Linked DNA regions of Mus musculus: all the other regions are linked to region 3. A link is a contact called in public promoter capture Hi-C and targeted proximity ligation data. All regions are on one chromosome and are shown on one strand. The core of a region is the stretch at or near the end of the contact, and the rest is flanking DNA. Distances in the headings are between cores, read along the strand shown. Region 1 holds the start of Prpf19 (pre-mRNA processing factor 19). Region 2 holds the start of Ccdc86 (coiled-coil domain containing 86). Region 3 holds the start of Snhg1 (small nucleolar RNA host gene 1). Region 4 holds the start of Tmem132a (transmembrane protein 132A). Region 5 holds the start of Vps51 (VPS51 GARP complex subunit).

Region 1 (2,881 bases), core at 208-2,707, 2.2 Mb before region 3:
ACTTGTCACATCACAAAACAGCTCTTATTCACCACACAATTCTATTCAGCCTCCCATAGGTTGTGAGTCACCATCCTAAGGTTCAAGCTCCTATTCTTCTCCGTGGCTTCTCTTAGAATCACCTATTTTTGCAGGACTCCCATGCATGTGTTATTAAGTATGGATTTGTGCCATATTTAAAACCCGTATCTTGTACACGGCCTTCCTGTCCTATTCTGTTGGTTTATCACACTACTCGACGACTAAAGCTTTCTGGGAGCTTTCCCTCTTCTACCAGAGGAAGGATAGCCCTGGGCACGTAAGAGTGTGGTCTCAAAGATGGAAAGAAAACAAATCGTTTGTAAATACTTTGCAAACTGCAATTTCTCTAGTATGAGATTTCCTTTTCTGCTTGTCATTTCCCTCCTCCTTTTCCTTCTTTGAACTAATGGCAACGTTCTGAGAGGGAAATAGAGAAGGCGAGGAATCTAGTAACGTGGTAAACAATATGGGAGAACACCCGCAATGCCGTAATACAACACCCCAAGACAGGACAGCATAGTGCACGGGAAAACCATGGATCCAGGCTCAAAGAGCCAAGCTCCACTGCTTAGCTTCCTCGCACACCCCTAGGTAAACCCATTCTTCAAGACTTCCGACACCCTCTGTAACTCACGGATCTTTATTTCCCTTCAGACAATTCTTGTAAGCATAAAATGAGATCACCGTTTGGAAATGCATCGTAAATCAATACAGGTTTTCTAAACATTCGCTGTTTTCATTAGTCATACTGCGCGAGGCTAGAAGCCAGACACCTGGCTTCCAGCCCTGTCTCGAAGTCACTGCGTGATCTCTGCAAATCGGAAAGTCCGATTCCTAAGCGAGGTTTCCCAAGCAATGCCCACTGCAATGCTTTCAATTTTGCAGATGGGGAAACTGAGGCCCAAACCCGCTAGAGCCCAGATCACAATTGGAGGCGGATCCTGGGCATGTCCTCGGGTTTTTTGACACCAAGAGCTGTTTTTCACTGCACCAGCTCCTCCCCCCCACTTCTGCTCAGGCCTGTCTCAGCTCTGTAAAACGACGCCGGTTTCAAAAGACCCCTGAGACAGTCATTCTTCCCAGCTACGTGAATTGCGCAGCCCTGCGCAAATGCACCCTGCACGCAGGGCCGGGAGCTCCAGGGCCCGAGCCACAGGGGCCACACACGCTCCCGCCTCCCGCCGCAGCCAGCACTCACTCGAGCAGATCAGGGACATGGCGCCGTCGTAGCGCTGCTGCCAGTCGCCTCACAGAGGGTTCCCGGTTCTCTGCAGCCTCCGCGGGCCACTTCCGGTCCCCCGCCGCTTCCGGAGCGCTCGGACGCGGGTAGACAGCTGCCCAGCGTGGCGATGCTCGCACAACTGCTTCACGTGGGGAGGTGGCCGGTGGCGCGCCTCAGCCTTCTGCAGCTAACGGAAACTGCCCTTTCCCAGCATGCAACCGAGCAGGAAAAGGCCCGCCTCGAAACACTCGGCTGTTTCCGCATTGGCTCGGCTTCTTCCGGCGAGCGCTCCAAGAGGCCTGAGGCGGGAAGGAGAGAAGAAACTACATTTCCCATGAGGCTGCGGGGACCGCCAAGGCTCTTTTTTTTTTTTTTTTTTTTAGATGGAGCTGCTGTCACCTAGGGAACACTAGTCTTTGAAATGGTCGTGTGCAAGACAGATTTTTCAGGAGCTTGTAAAAGTGCAGATTCCTAGAGTCTGCCTTAGAGAGTCTGTAGGCATGATTCGGAGACCTGTGTTCCTTGGCCGGCTTTTGAGAAACAATGTGACCCTGTAAATAAAGCACAAATGAGTAAAGAAACTAACACTGCCTAAATTCTTGCTCTGGAAATATGGGCAAGCCAATGACTTCGTTGCCTGCTACGTTTTAAATATAGTCTGTTTTGTAAACTCAAGGGAATTTAGTTCCCAGCGTCTTATGTGTACGTTTAAAAGAATGGAAATTTGATGGGTGTGTTTGCAGAAGTCTTTAAACACAGGCACTGGGCTTCAGAGGCAGGCAGATCTCGGAGTACAAGTCCAACCTGGTTATATAGTGAGCTCCAATCCAGGGCAGTCAGAGCTGTGTAGAGAGAACATGTCTCAATAAGCAACCAAACAGTAAGAGTGGAAAGTTAGCACGACTATGGTGTTTTTCTGTGGTTTTGTTTTTGTTTTTTTGAGACTGGGTTTGTGTGTGTGTGTGTGTGTGTGTGTGTGTGTGTGTGTGTGTAGCCCTGGCTGTCCTGGAACTCAGTCTGCAGATAAGGCTGGCCTCAAACTCAAAGATCTTCCTGTCTCTGCCTTTTGAGTGCTGAAATCAAAGGTGTGTGTCATTACTATCTAGCTTAACTGTGGAATGTAGAGGTGGGATCTTTAGAATAAGACATTACAAGAATCCTGGTGGAGTTCATATAGGGAAAGAAAGAGTGAACAGGCACAAATGAACCAGTTGACTTCCATGGCAATGTGACACCAGCAAGGAAGAGGCCCTAGACATTGCCCACGTCATTCTCTTTGAACCTTGTGCTTCTAGAAATTTGAGCAAGGAGAACCCTCTTTTCTTTAAAGTAGCCTACCTCAGGTGTTTTGTTATAATAACAGTTCCCTGCCTCCTGCCAACTTCTTTTGTTTTCTCTACTAAAGACCGGACCAGATCGGCTACCAAGCCTGATACCCGAGTTCAGTCCCCAAGACACCCCCCCCACACACACACACACACAAGCACACACAGTAAAATAAATAAATAGGCTAGGCCTGGTGGCACATTGAGAGTAAGTAAATAAACTAAAATGGTATCAGTCATAATGGAGTTCTATGGTAGCAAATTAAAACTAGCTTTCTAACCTTCTAAGAAATCAGGACAGACAGAGGCAATG
Region 2 (2,700 bases), core at 157-2,656, 2.2 Mb before region 3:
TGTGTCCAAGAATTGTGCTTTCTACCTTGCTCACAGGAACGTTTCTCTGGGTCTTCATCTTCCCTGCCTCCTCCTGGATCAGCAAGTAACCATCCCGGCAGAGATGAAGGTTTTAATTGTTTTGTTTTGTTTTGTTTTGTTTTGTTTTGTTTTGTTTTTCGAGACAGGGTTTCTCTGTGTAGCCCTGGCTGTCCTGGAACTCACTCTGTAGACCAGGCTGGCCTCGATCTCAGAAATCTGCCTGCCTCTGCCTCCCAAGTGCTGGGATTAAAGGCTTTCGACACTGCATCTCTTAGCCTATCAGCCAATCAATCAGACAGAGGACTCCAAAGAAATGAAAATTTCCCCAGAATTCTCATGCTGGGAGAAGAAAAAGGTACCAGCCAGAGGGGAAACTTGTCTCCTGGAAAAAGATTTCAGAGTTCTAAAAGCTTGTCAGACCACCTTACAGGATGAGACTAAAACCCAGATAATAATGGGCCAATGGTGGGCAGAGTCATACCTTGGTAAGGACTACTCAGATGTATTTATCCTTGGCCCTCTATCTAAATTTTTTATCTAAATTTAGAACCCTGAGGTCAAATTTGGGTGATTCACAGAATCTCTTTGCCCCTCTTTCTAGTATGACTACATTGAATAAATCTCCTTTTTCTAAAGATTTCCAGTTTTTAATGTGTCTCTTTCAATTGGCTTATTGAGGATAAGGTAGCTAGACCTGACTTCGGGCACAGGTTGTGAACCCCCAACATTGACAACAAGCAGTCAAGGTTTTCTGGGCCACAGACCTGACACTTTGCTGATTAACTGAAACTGTTCAAAGATGAGAACCACCTATTGCATACTTGGGCCCACTAGTAGAGAAGAGGAAGTGAAAAGAATGGGAACGTTTGAGACAACTCAAAAACTGAAGATTTCCCACTCAGGAAGACCACCAGGACCTTCCCCTTTGTTACACAGCGCAAAGCTACTGTGCTACAAAAGATAAAAGAAAAGGCGATGTTTGCGGGCCCAGCAGTTCCAGAACAAGTTAGCGCGCTGATTCGGCTCTGCCTACAAACTCCCTCCGCCTTTTTCCAACCTCTTCTCTCAAGAAAAAAAAAATTATTTTTATATGTGTGTGTGTGTGTGTGTGTGTGTGTGTGTGTGTGTGTGTGTGTGTGTATGTATAATATACCCCCACCCCATCCCCTTGCAAGAACTCGCAGTTTGCAAAAAACGCATCGCAGAAACCAAGCAACTAAACTCTGTAACTGAGCTCATGCACAACACGCATGCGTCTACTAAGCCCAGCCTCCCGGGACCGACTTCATCCCCGGCTCCGCCTACCCACGGGTCTCTCTACCGCAAGTGCGCTTCCTGCCCGGTACGGAAATGGACGAGTCTGACGTCATATGAAGGCGCCGACAGTTCCGAAGGCTACAGAGGCTACACGTGAGCCATGGATACGCCGCTGAGGCGCAGCCGGCGGCTGGAAGGCCTAAAACCTCTGTCTCCAGAAAACCTTCCTGTCCCCGAAGTCTCTCGGGCGAAACGGGCTCTTGTAGATTTCAAGTCGAACTCAGAAGAAACAGGAGAGCTCAAGTCTACGAGAGTTCCACCACTGAGCCTTCCGTCTCCCGGACCTCAGCCGGAGACGAGCCCCGGATCGCCCTGTCCACCACTGAGCCTTCCGTCTCCCGGACCTCAGCCGGAGACGAGCCCCGGATCGCCCTGTCCACCACTGAGCCTTCCGTCTCCCGGACCTCAGCCGGAGACGAGCCCCGGATCGCCCTGTCCACCACTGAGCCTTCCGTCTCCCGGACCTCAGCCAGAGACGAGCCCCGGATCGCCCTGTCCACCACTGAGCCTTCCGTCTCCCGGACCTCAGCCAGAGGCGAGCCCCGGATCACCCGGTCCTAGACAGGATGCAGACGATGGGTCCCCACAAAGGCAGCCAGAGCCTCACCCCGGGTCCCTTCAACCTCATCAAGATCTGGGCCTGGAGTCACCTGCAGGACAGACAGAGTCGAGCCCGGAATCCCCGCAACGAGAGCAGCCATCCAAATTACCTCCCCCACAGGGAGAACTGGACTCTGAGGCGGCCCACGCTAAAGAGGAGGTGATCCCAGGATCCCCCGAGCCTTGCCCGGGCCAGCAAGCACCGGGTCCCGAGCCCTCTCAGCCAGCACAGGAGCTGACGGTCCAGGCACCTAGCTCCCCAGAGCGCCAGTTGGAGCCAGGCAAGCTGCCTCCGGCGGGAGAGACAGTAACAGAAAGTCTCAACCTAAAGAAGCGAGTTATAGCCTCTCCCCAGGCCCCAGCGTCCAAGAAATTGAAAGAGAAGGAGGAGCTTCCTGTAATTCCGAAAGGGAAGCCCAAATCCGGGCGTGTGTGGAAAGACCGCTCCAAGAAGAGGTAAAGTGGGGGTAGCATGGGTGATGTGTTGGGTTCTTAGTACATTTGGACCTTGCCTTCGCCTGAATGCAATCCAAGGGTTGTAAAGAGTTCACCCGAATGAAATTAACAAACACGATCATAATGTCAAAATGCCCTAAGGTCGGGGAGGGAGATAGATCCTCAAAGATCATTTCTTTAATGTCTGCCCTAGACGGTGTTCTTTTGAGCTTTCTTCCCATCCTTTTTTTATTATGAGGCAGGGTCTCACTGTATAGCACTGGCTGTCCTGAAATTCAGAGATACACCTGCTTCTGCTTCCCTAGT
Region 3 (2,845 bases), core at 204-2,703:
ATCAGAACTCTAACATGCTATAAATTCACACCTTCACGGAGTGTTCAGTGTCATCATTTCAAATCATCTGACAGTTGAGTTTTTAAGAGAACAAAGGCCTTAACATAATGTGTCCTCTAGAAATACAAATAGTAAGCAGCAAAAAAGTGTTGTGCTGCTTCAATGTCTGTCTTGACTATTTTCCCTAGGGAAACCCTAAGCTCTACTTGGACAATTACCTGCACTCATCCTGGGAGGTAGCTCGAACTCTTCATGTTGTCACAGCACCCTGGAAACAGAGAAACAATGTCATTTTTAAATGTAATCACAGCCACCTCAGCACCTTCTTTCTTCAGCCCATTTCAGTAGTAAGATGACATCATTGCAACTCAGCCATATGCTTGTCATTTACATTGTTCATCATTAAGTGGCCATCTAAATATGTTCCCTAAGGAAGCACCAACCATCAATACCTACCTGACTACAAGCAAAACGTGTTATTTGTAAAATTGAACAGGCCTGGCTCCAAAGTGTAAAGGGCTTTGAGATGAACCACATCTAGAACAGAAAAAAAAAACCCCAAACTTCAATAAAAGACTTTATGCCAAACAATCCAAATACCTGCCACAGATTGTGCTACTCAGAGAATTTTTGTTTTCTCCACTAAACCATCAGAAAGAGAGAGTTCAGTTTTCATATCATCCCCGTAGCACACACACAACTTATACTCAACAACCAAAAAAATCTGGTAAAACCATTAACACTACTTACTCTGAAAAGAGAGCGTACACCCATCCTTTTGTAAGGTGGCACCTCAAACCTGTAGAGAAGTTAGCATCGGGTTACTTCTACACCAAGAAATCTCTAAAGGATGAGAAGGCTGTGATGTAGGGCCAGCCTCCTCAGAGTTACTTATCCTCACAGATATATCAGTACAGGTCTGTGAAAAGGTCCTCATCATAGGGGGTGGCCTTGCACTGCCGCCACCATTTTGTCCTTCACAAAATCCTGTCATCTTTAGGTCTTGAATGCCCTAACATGGTCTCCCCGCTAAGACTACGGAACAGATTACCAAAGTCCACATTTATTAACGCTGCCCACGAGGGTCTTTTAAATCACCAGAAATAAACATTACGTAAGAAAATACAGGCGGCGGTTCACAACAGTGACAGATAGGTGTTTGTGATAAAAGCCAGCCGCAGTTATAGGAAAGCTGATTAAGAGAAAGACAAGAGCCAGGCGTGGTGGCGCACGACTTTAATCGCAGCACTCGGGTGGCAGAGGCAGGCGGATTTTAGTTCGAGGCCACCCTGGTCTATAAAGTGAGTTTCAGCAGGACAGCCAGGACTATACAGAGAAACCCTGTCTCGAAAAACCAAAAAAAAAAAAAAAAAGAGAAAGACAAGAAAAAAACAAAGTGAAAACTACAGCACATAAAGACGTAGAGTACTTACCCCGAACAAGGAAAAATGAGGCCGACAAGAACAACGTGTGGCCTATAAATAGCATCTCGCAAAGGCCCACGGGATTTGGAGGTGGGACTAGGACTCACGCAGGCGCTAAGGTAAGCGGTGTGCGAGCCGGAGGAATTGTGGGTAGAGGAATCCGCCCAAAGGGGCGTGCGGAGAGCTCCGCCTCTGATTTTGCAGCGCGAAAAAGAGGCGCAGGCGCTTTAGGGGAGTGCGACGCTACGCCTTTGGCGCTGCGGCTAGGCGGTTCTTACTCACTGCGGGTAAAACGTCATCGCTGGAGATTTTGGTTCGCGACCCATACAGCTCGACTGTCTGGGTCACAACTACCAATATCCATACGTTGAGGCGATTTCTCACCCTCACTCACGCTAAGCCGCGTGTTGATCCATCTCTATGGATCCTGAACCTACTGAACACTCCACCGACGGTGTCTCGGTTCCCCGCCAGCCGCCCAGCGCGCAGACGGGGCTTGATGTCCAGGTTGTCAGCGCAGCGGGCGACTCAGGTACTGGGCCCTGGGCTGAGCTCGGTTGGATTTTCGCTTCCTTGCATGAAGCCTTTTAGGGAAACCCAGTCGGGACTAGAAGCCCTACGTCATTCTGGAGACCGATTTTTGTGTTTTGCTTCCTGGTCTATTTTCGCCATGTTCTTGGCCCGGATTGAATGAAGTAGGGCCAGCATTTAGATGTCATTTATGGAGCATGTTGCATGTTTTGTTTTTAGCAGTGCTATAGATTAAAGCTGCTGCTATGTGCATGTGTAGATAAGTGCTATACTACTGAGGCTGACAATTCTCCACACAACTGGGCTTACCGTTTAAAGCACCCAATATGAGTTAATATTCCACACTCCTAAAAGTTAGGGATAACCCTCATTTTATGCATGGGTGGTCTTAGATATAAAGAGCTCTGGGGGGAACAATCATTAGAATTTACCAGTTTTCTAAGTCGCAGCTATAGACTGGTTATTGAGAGTGTGCAGTAGCATTATAGTCATATGCATATAGCAAACATCTATATGCAGAAGCTTGCCTTTCGAACAATTATCATTACTCTCATACTAATTGCTCTTCTGCATGACCTCACTTAATAATCCAAGTTGGAAGGTGGTAAGGTACAGTTATGGGTGAGAAGCTCGGGTCCCAGAGAGGTTAAGTCATTTGCTGACTGTTACCCAGATAAACAGTATCAGATCCAAGGTATAAATCCAGGCAGCCTGATTTCAAAATCAGCACTTGCAGAAGACCCTGGTTCAATTCCCAGCTAGTAGCCATCTGCAGTTCCAGTTCCAAGGGATCCAGTACCCACTTCTGGCCTCCATGGGCACCTGACACACACGTGGTACATACACATCTAAAGTTTAATTAAGAAAAAATAATGCTGGGCATGTTGATT
Region 4 (2,700 bases), core at 110-2,609, 2.1 Mb before region 3:
GAGTGAGCCCCTTGCAGAATCCCCACTCCAGCAAACAAAGCAACGGCCCTGCTGGGATTGTCGAATCTCCCTTGAGGGTTTCAGGGACCTTGAAAAGGGCAGGAGGACCTGCTGTCTTGCAGTTTTACCCCTGTCCACTCTCTGCCATCCAGAAGCAAGCGTTGGTCAGTGTTGTGTCCCAGTAGCTGGGAAGGGCACGGCTTTGCCCTGATCTGTTCTGCAGGGCTAGGAGTGAGCCTGCCACTAACCCCTCTCCACCACTTGCTCACTCTTGGCCTTGGCCTTGGCCTTTAGGTCCCTGGTGGAGGGAGATGACCCATGCCAGGTCCAGCACAAGATGTGAAGATTAAATGCCTATTCTTACTGAAGGTTTGATGTGGAATCATGGCTGCAGTGATATGTTTTTATCAGCGCTTGGTGGTTTTAAAGTGCATGCTATTTTATTATCTTCTTCTGAATAAAATGTATTTACTCAAAAGTCTCTGCTGACAAACTCTCTTCCTTCTGGACTTCTAGCAGAAATCTGTTGGGAGGAAGGGAGGGCTCAGGAAGGCAGGATGTACCTGGTACCTTTCCCCCTAGGACTCTGGAGGGAGGCATGCACTCTCTTGGAAAGCTTGCAGATCTGGCAGCTCTGTTGGGACTGAAGTTGCCCCTTCCTGCAGGGTGCTTATATTGCTAGCTTGGGGAACCTGGAAAAACTGGCTTCCCTCCCAGACTCAGGAATTTACTGAATAAGGTTCTCAATGTGGCTCCAGGTGGTTCTGCTCTTTTGTGTAAGGCCCGGGCACGTTTCTGTTTCTTTTTCCTCTTTAAGTTGCCATGGAGATGCCAAATCTGGACCTCTCCCAACACTACCTGAGGGCAAGGCTAGGTGGCACTGGGAGTCAGGACTCCCTCAGAAGGGTTGACCAGCCTACACCCTTCATCCTTAGGGACTCTTTCTGGGATAGGTTTGGGCATGAGACAAGCTGCCTCCACGGATGGCCTAAGGTGGTCTGGCCTGGTTTGGCCTCTCCTTTTCTGCCCCAGCAGCTCTGTTCTCTTATGTCCCTGAATTCTAGATGCCTTCACAGGTGAGATGCCTGTGGGGAGGGTATGAGGCAGAGGAAACGGGTTTTGTTTGTTTTTCTCCTTGATCATCGGCTTCCACGAGGAATCCCAGAACGCACCTTGTGCTTCCTGGCAGAGGACATCAATCTGCTTAGTCTCCAGGGACGCTGCCTTATTCCAATCCTAGGCACCCTAGGCACGGGGCCACGCTCTGGGTTTTGGGATCCGCAGGGCACTAGGACCCGGCGGGGCGAAGGGGACAGCCCATGTGCCTGCGTTCCCTCCCACCCCACTGCTCCTGCTCCATTGTCTGGGAACTGCAGCCGCGGGCCGGCGGCGCAGGGAACTAGCTGGCCACAGCGGCTGGCGCGGAGCGGGCGCGGGAGATGTGGGGACAGATTGCAGCCACCTGAGCCGCGCGCCGGTTACCCTCCTTTGGTGGGAAGGAGTGCGCCTCGATGACTGAACGCAAGGCTGCGGCCCCTCGGGGGCCCTACGGTGCCTGGTTCTGCCTCCTGGTGGCTCTCGCCCTGGAAGTCGTGAGAGGTCAGAGGGAAGGGAGGGGTGGGGAGGGGCGACCTGGCCCTGTCCGTCCGAGGCCACGCGCCATTGATGCCCCCAAGCCACTGGACTCTAGAACTAAACCTAGAGCGATGCCCTGGAGAGGTCTAACCTTGGGAAACCGGTTCCCAGCCAACAGCCCTTTGGCTTTCTTCTCTGTGCACCACCTAGATGCTCCTAAAGTCTTTTCACTCCCATCTTCACTAGCCCGGTCCCAACTCCTCTGCGAGCCCCTCTCCAGCCGCGACATCTAACCCGGCTGCCCTGCTTCCCCGTGCACCACCTCTTCCTAACCTGCAGTTCTAGTCCCCAGAAACCCGCTGGTTAGTCACAGGAATGCAAAACAGGCTCTTTGCCTGAGACCCGAGAGATATGCCTCTGCCCCCCCCCCTCTCTCCCTTTCCCCCTCTCTCTCTCCCCCTCTCTCTCCCTGTTCCAAGGAGATCTCCAACATTGGAGTCTTCTGGGAGAGTCCCAGCCTTGCCTTTCCGAGCCCTTGTGGGTGCACCCATCACTGAGTACGAAAGGGGCAGCAGCTACCGCGTGCCTGCCATAAGCTGGGGCTGAAAGGTGGAAGATGTTATGGGAATTGGGAGATGGCGAAGTAGTCTCTACCTTTCTGCCCCCATCAAGAGGGCTGGATTCTCCGTGATGGGAGACCATGGAAGTCCGTGGGAGTCAGGCTACTGAGCATCTTGTAATTATGGAAACATTGAATTAGAAGGTGGACCGGAGCCACCCTAAGGACCAACAACAGTCACTCACTTGTTACCCTTAGGGATACTGGTGCGCGGGCGCGCGCGCGGGGGGGGGGCACTCTAGAGAAAAGCCCCGCCGTCCCAGCTCAGCTGTGGGGCTGAGAGAGCTGGTTCTGGAACTTCTTTTAGGTACCTGCTCCAAACCCTGCAGAACCAGTGGGGGTCCTAATAACCCCTCCACAGTGAGGGAAGGAAAGCTTTTTCATTTGGCTCACTAACAATCTCACTTCCAGTATGATCTACACCAAGCTTCCAAAACCCTCCCCTGCTCACCGGGTTATGAAATACTCCCACCCCTTGTACCAGTGAGGAAGGAAACCCAGGCTCC
Region 5 (2,716 bases), core at 68-2,567, 2.6 Mb after region 3:
GGATCTCTGAGTTTGAGGCCAGCCTGGTCTACAATAATGAGTTTCAGGTCAGCCAAAGTTAGAGTGAGATGATGCCTCAAAGAGGAAGAAAGAGAGAGAAAAGAAAGGAAGGGTTTGAGCTGGCACAGGGTGAACTGCTCTTGCACTTTGGTTTCCAGCATCATGACGGGTAGCTCACACATGAGCTGTAACTACAGCTCTGAGTTATCCCCTGGTCTCTGCACACATAAATACACATATAATACTGGGGGCCGGACAGATGGCGATTTAATACCATTCAGAACTGTTTTTAGCTAGGCAGTGGAGCTGGTGACAGTGTTATCACATGCCTTTAGTCTCAACACTTGGGAGGCAGACAGGTTCTACACTAGGACCAGTTCCAGGACAGTCAGGGCTAAGCAGAGAAACCGTCTTGAAAAAAATAAAAATAAAAAGTATACCATTTAGATTTTTTTTTAACTCCTAATTTTCAGATAAAAACAGTGTTTGGTCTGCTGAAACTCCTGGCAGCCCAGCACCCTATCAGCCCATCCTCGGTAACGTTTACAGTACATCATTAGTAAAGTCTCATTTTCTTCTATTTAACTCCACATATAATCTGACCTCATCCCCTCTTAAGAGCTTCGTCTTTTTTTTTTTTTTTTTTTTTTTTTTTTTTGAGACAGGGTTTCTCTGTGTAGCCCTGGCTGTCCTGGAACTCATGGAACTCACTCTGTAGACCAGGCTGGCTGGCCTCGAACTCAGAAATTCACCTGCCTCTGCCTCCCAAGTGCTGGGATTAAAGGTGTGCGCCACTACGCCCTGCTGAGAGCTTCGTTTTATGCCTACATCTTTAAAACTTCCGAATTATCCTCAATCCCAACTGCTCACGTATCACATTTCACTAACTTCTTAAGATTAACATCTTAAATTCTCTAAGTAGAATAAAGTTTCTCATATTGAATGACTCCTTGGAGACAGAACCTTGGGAAACACTGCGTTAAAGCCATATTGCAGGCTACTAAATGGACGTTTGAACCTTGCAGACCCCCCCTGTGACGCATATTCGATCTTCTGCAAGTCTCTTTCCTGTGCGGATGCAGGATTGGGACGCCACGATTCACCCAAGTAGCACAGCAAAATCACAGAAACTCAACGATCCAGAAGTTCAGTGAAACCTCTGTGCTCCAGAAGGACAAGCGCAAGACGGAACTTTAGTCTCACATATCCTACAGCTGCAGAGGAACGTTTCACCTGAAGGACCGCCTGGTTGTAGCAAGTTTCTGGTCCCCGGAAGTGCATCTGTTCCCTCCCCTGCCTCACCCCTTTGAGTTGAGGTTGGAGCTATGGCGGCTGCGGCAGCTGTGGGGCCTGGCCTAGGGTCCGGGCCTGGAGACTCCCCAGAAGGTCCCGAGGCGGACGCTCCGGAGCGTCGGCGGAAGGCTCACGGGATGCTGAAGCTTTACTACGGCCTCTCGGAGGGGGAGGTGGCGGGGCATCCCGCAGGGCCTGACCCTCTGGACCCAACCGATCTCAATGGGGCGCACTTCGACCCGGAAGTTTATCTTGACAAGGTGTGTGTGTGAAATGGGGCGGGTCCAGACCCCAAATATCTTGGACCCTAGATCTTACTCCCGATTTGGTTGCTGTGGTGACGGCAGCGGGGTTTATAAGAGGACAGCCCTTACTAGGCAATAGAGGCAGATCTGGAGGCCAAGGGAGCCTGGGCCTGACTTGAGGTCACACTGGGTCTGAGGTCTCGGTGCTGGCTCGTGGTAGTGGGTGTGACCATGCTCTTGACAGGCGCTAGGCAGGGCCTAGGTTGACTTTAAACTAAGCCAGAAGACCATGAACGCTGACAAATCCCAAATTGGGTCTAACCTGTGAAGTGTGCTACTTAAAGTGTGCCACTTATGGAATTCCTGATAAGGGTGGGATTGGAGTTGTCTTGCACTGAAATCCAACTAACGTAAAGCAGGGTAGCAGGACGTGAGTGAGCACTAACGCTGACTGTTCCTACCTGCTTCTCTAGCTGCGTAGAGAATGTCCTCTGGCCCAGCTGATGGACAGTGAGACGGACATGGTACGGCAGATCCGGGCTCTAGACAGCGACATGCAGACCCTGGTCTATGAGAACTACAACAAGTTCATCTCAGCTACAGGTGACCCCACTGGGACACACTCCTCAGTCTTACACCACCCCCACCAGGTCCTCACCCCGTGTTAAGAAAAACAGGGATTAAAGGAAAGAGACCCAGATTACAATTGGGTCCCAACCTTAATCCACTGCTGCTGAAGTGATGACTCCTGTGGGGGTGGGGTTTGTCCAAAGGACCAGCGCTGGGAAGGAAGAATGAAATGCAGTGAGTTTCTCTGCAGCACTTAGGAAGCACCAGCGTTTCAGTAAGCTTTAGCTTTGTTTGTTTATTTATATTGTGCACATGCATATGTGTGGGACACAACATTTGTGTGGGGGTCAGAAGACAACTTTCAGGAGTCTGTATTCTCCTTCCACCATGAGGGTGCCAGGGATTGAAGTCAGGTTATCAGGCTTGGTGACAAACACATTTGCCTGCTACTAAGCCATCTCAAAGTCAATTAAAATTTTTGTTAAAAATGTTATTAGTGGTAACTTTTGTTTCTGGTCAGTCTGCCTTCAGAGCAGATTTGCCACTCTCTCCCCCTCTGTCTGTATCCTCATTCCTTAAGATTTACTAATAGTTTTTGGGTCCAGGAG

What was found. Promoter capture Hi-C pulls out the DNA fragments that hold promoters and counts their contacts.
Region 1: a contact with region 3 is called in a promoter capture Hi-C map of the 3T3-L1 cell line, with 4 times the contacts expected there. A contact is called at or near these places in 7 of 39 promoter capture datasets (the 3T3-L1 cell line, cranial neural crest, frontonasal cranial neural crest and 3 more), 1 of 130 datasets of targeted methods (astrocytes) and 1 of 9 other capture datasets (pancreatic islet).
Region 2: a contact with region 3 is called in a targeted proximity ligation map of astrocytes, with 7 times the contacts expected there. A contact is called at or near these places in 3 of 39 promoter capture datasets (cranial neural crest, hippocampal neurons and pre-B cells) and 1 of 130 datasets of targeted methods (astrocytes).
Region 4: a contact with region 3 is called in a promoter capture Hi-C map of cranial neural crest. A contact is called at or near these places in 5 of 39 promoter capture datasets (the 3T3-L1 cell line, cranial neural crest, frontonasal cranial neural crest and 2 more), 1 of 130 datasets of targeted methods (astrocytes) and 1 of 9 other capture datasets (pancreatic islet).
Region 5: a contact with region 3 is called in a promoter capture Hi-C map of liver, with 3 times the contacts expected there.

The regions. Positions count from the first base shown.
Region 1 is chr19:10,893,807-10,896,687 of GRCm38.p6, reverse strand. It overlaps Prpf19 (pre-mRNA processing factor 19), which reads right to left and starts at 1,457. Exons shown (of 16, transcript NM_134129.4): 1 at 1,220-1,457. The coding sequence starts at 1,238.
Region 2 is chr19:10,947,972-10,950,671 of GRCm38.p6, reverse strand. Ccdc86 (coiled-coil domain containing 86) reads left to right here and starts at 1,406. Exons shown (of 4, transcript NM_023731.3): 1 at 1,406-2,394. The coding sequence starts at 1,439.
Region 3 is chr19:8,722,095-8,724,939 of GRCm38.p6, reverse strand. It overlaps Snhg1 (small nucleolar RNA host gene 1), which reads right to left and starts at 1,453. Exons shown (of 10, transcript NR_002896.3): 1 at 1,434-1,453; 2 at 751-799; 3 at 457-537; 4 at 219-268. It overlaps LOC115489078 (a small nucleolar RNA gene), which reads right to left and starts at 947; the gene lies at 876-947. It overlaps LOC115489084 (a small nucleolar RNA gene), which reads right to left and starts at 689; the gene lies at 615-689. LOC115489083 (a small nucleolar RNA gene) reads right to left here and starts at 408; the gene lies at 339-408. It also overlaps LOC115489082 and a transcript of Slc3a2 not described here.
Region 4 is chr19:10,868,438-10,871,137 of GRCm38.p6, reverse strand. It overlaps Tmem132a (transmembrane protein 132A), which reads left to right and starts at 1,359. Exons shown (of 11, transcript NM_133804.2): 1 at 1,359-1,599. The coding sequence starts at 1,512. It overlaps Tmem109 (transmembrane protein 109), which reads left to right. Exons shown (of 4, transcript NM_134142.1): 4 at 1-478.
Region 5 is chr19:6,075,788-6,078,503 of GRCm38.p6, reverse strand. Vps51 (VPS51 GARP complex subunit) reads left to right here and starts at 1,317. Exons shown (of 10, transcript NM_001081041.1): 1 at 1,317-1,553; 2 at 2,012-2,141. The coding sequence starts at 1,326. It also overlaps a transcript of Tmem262 not described here.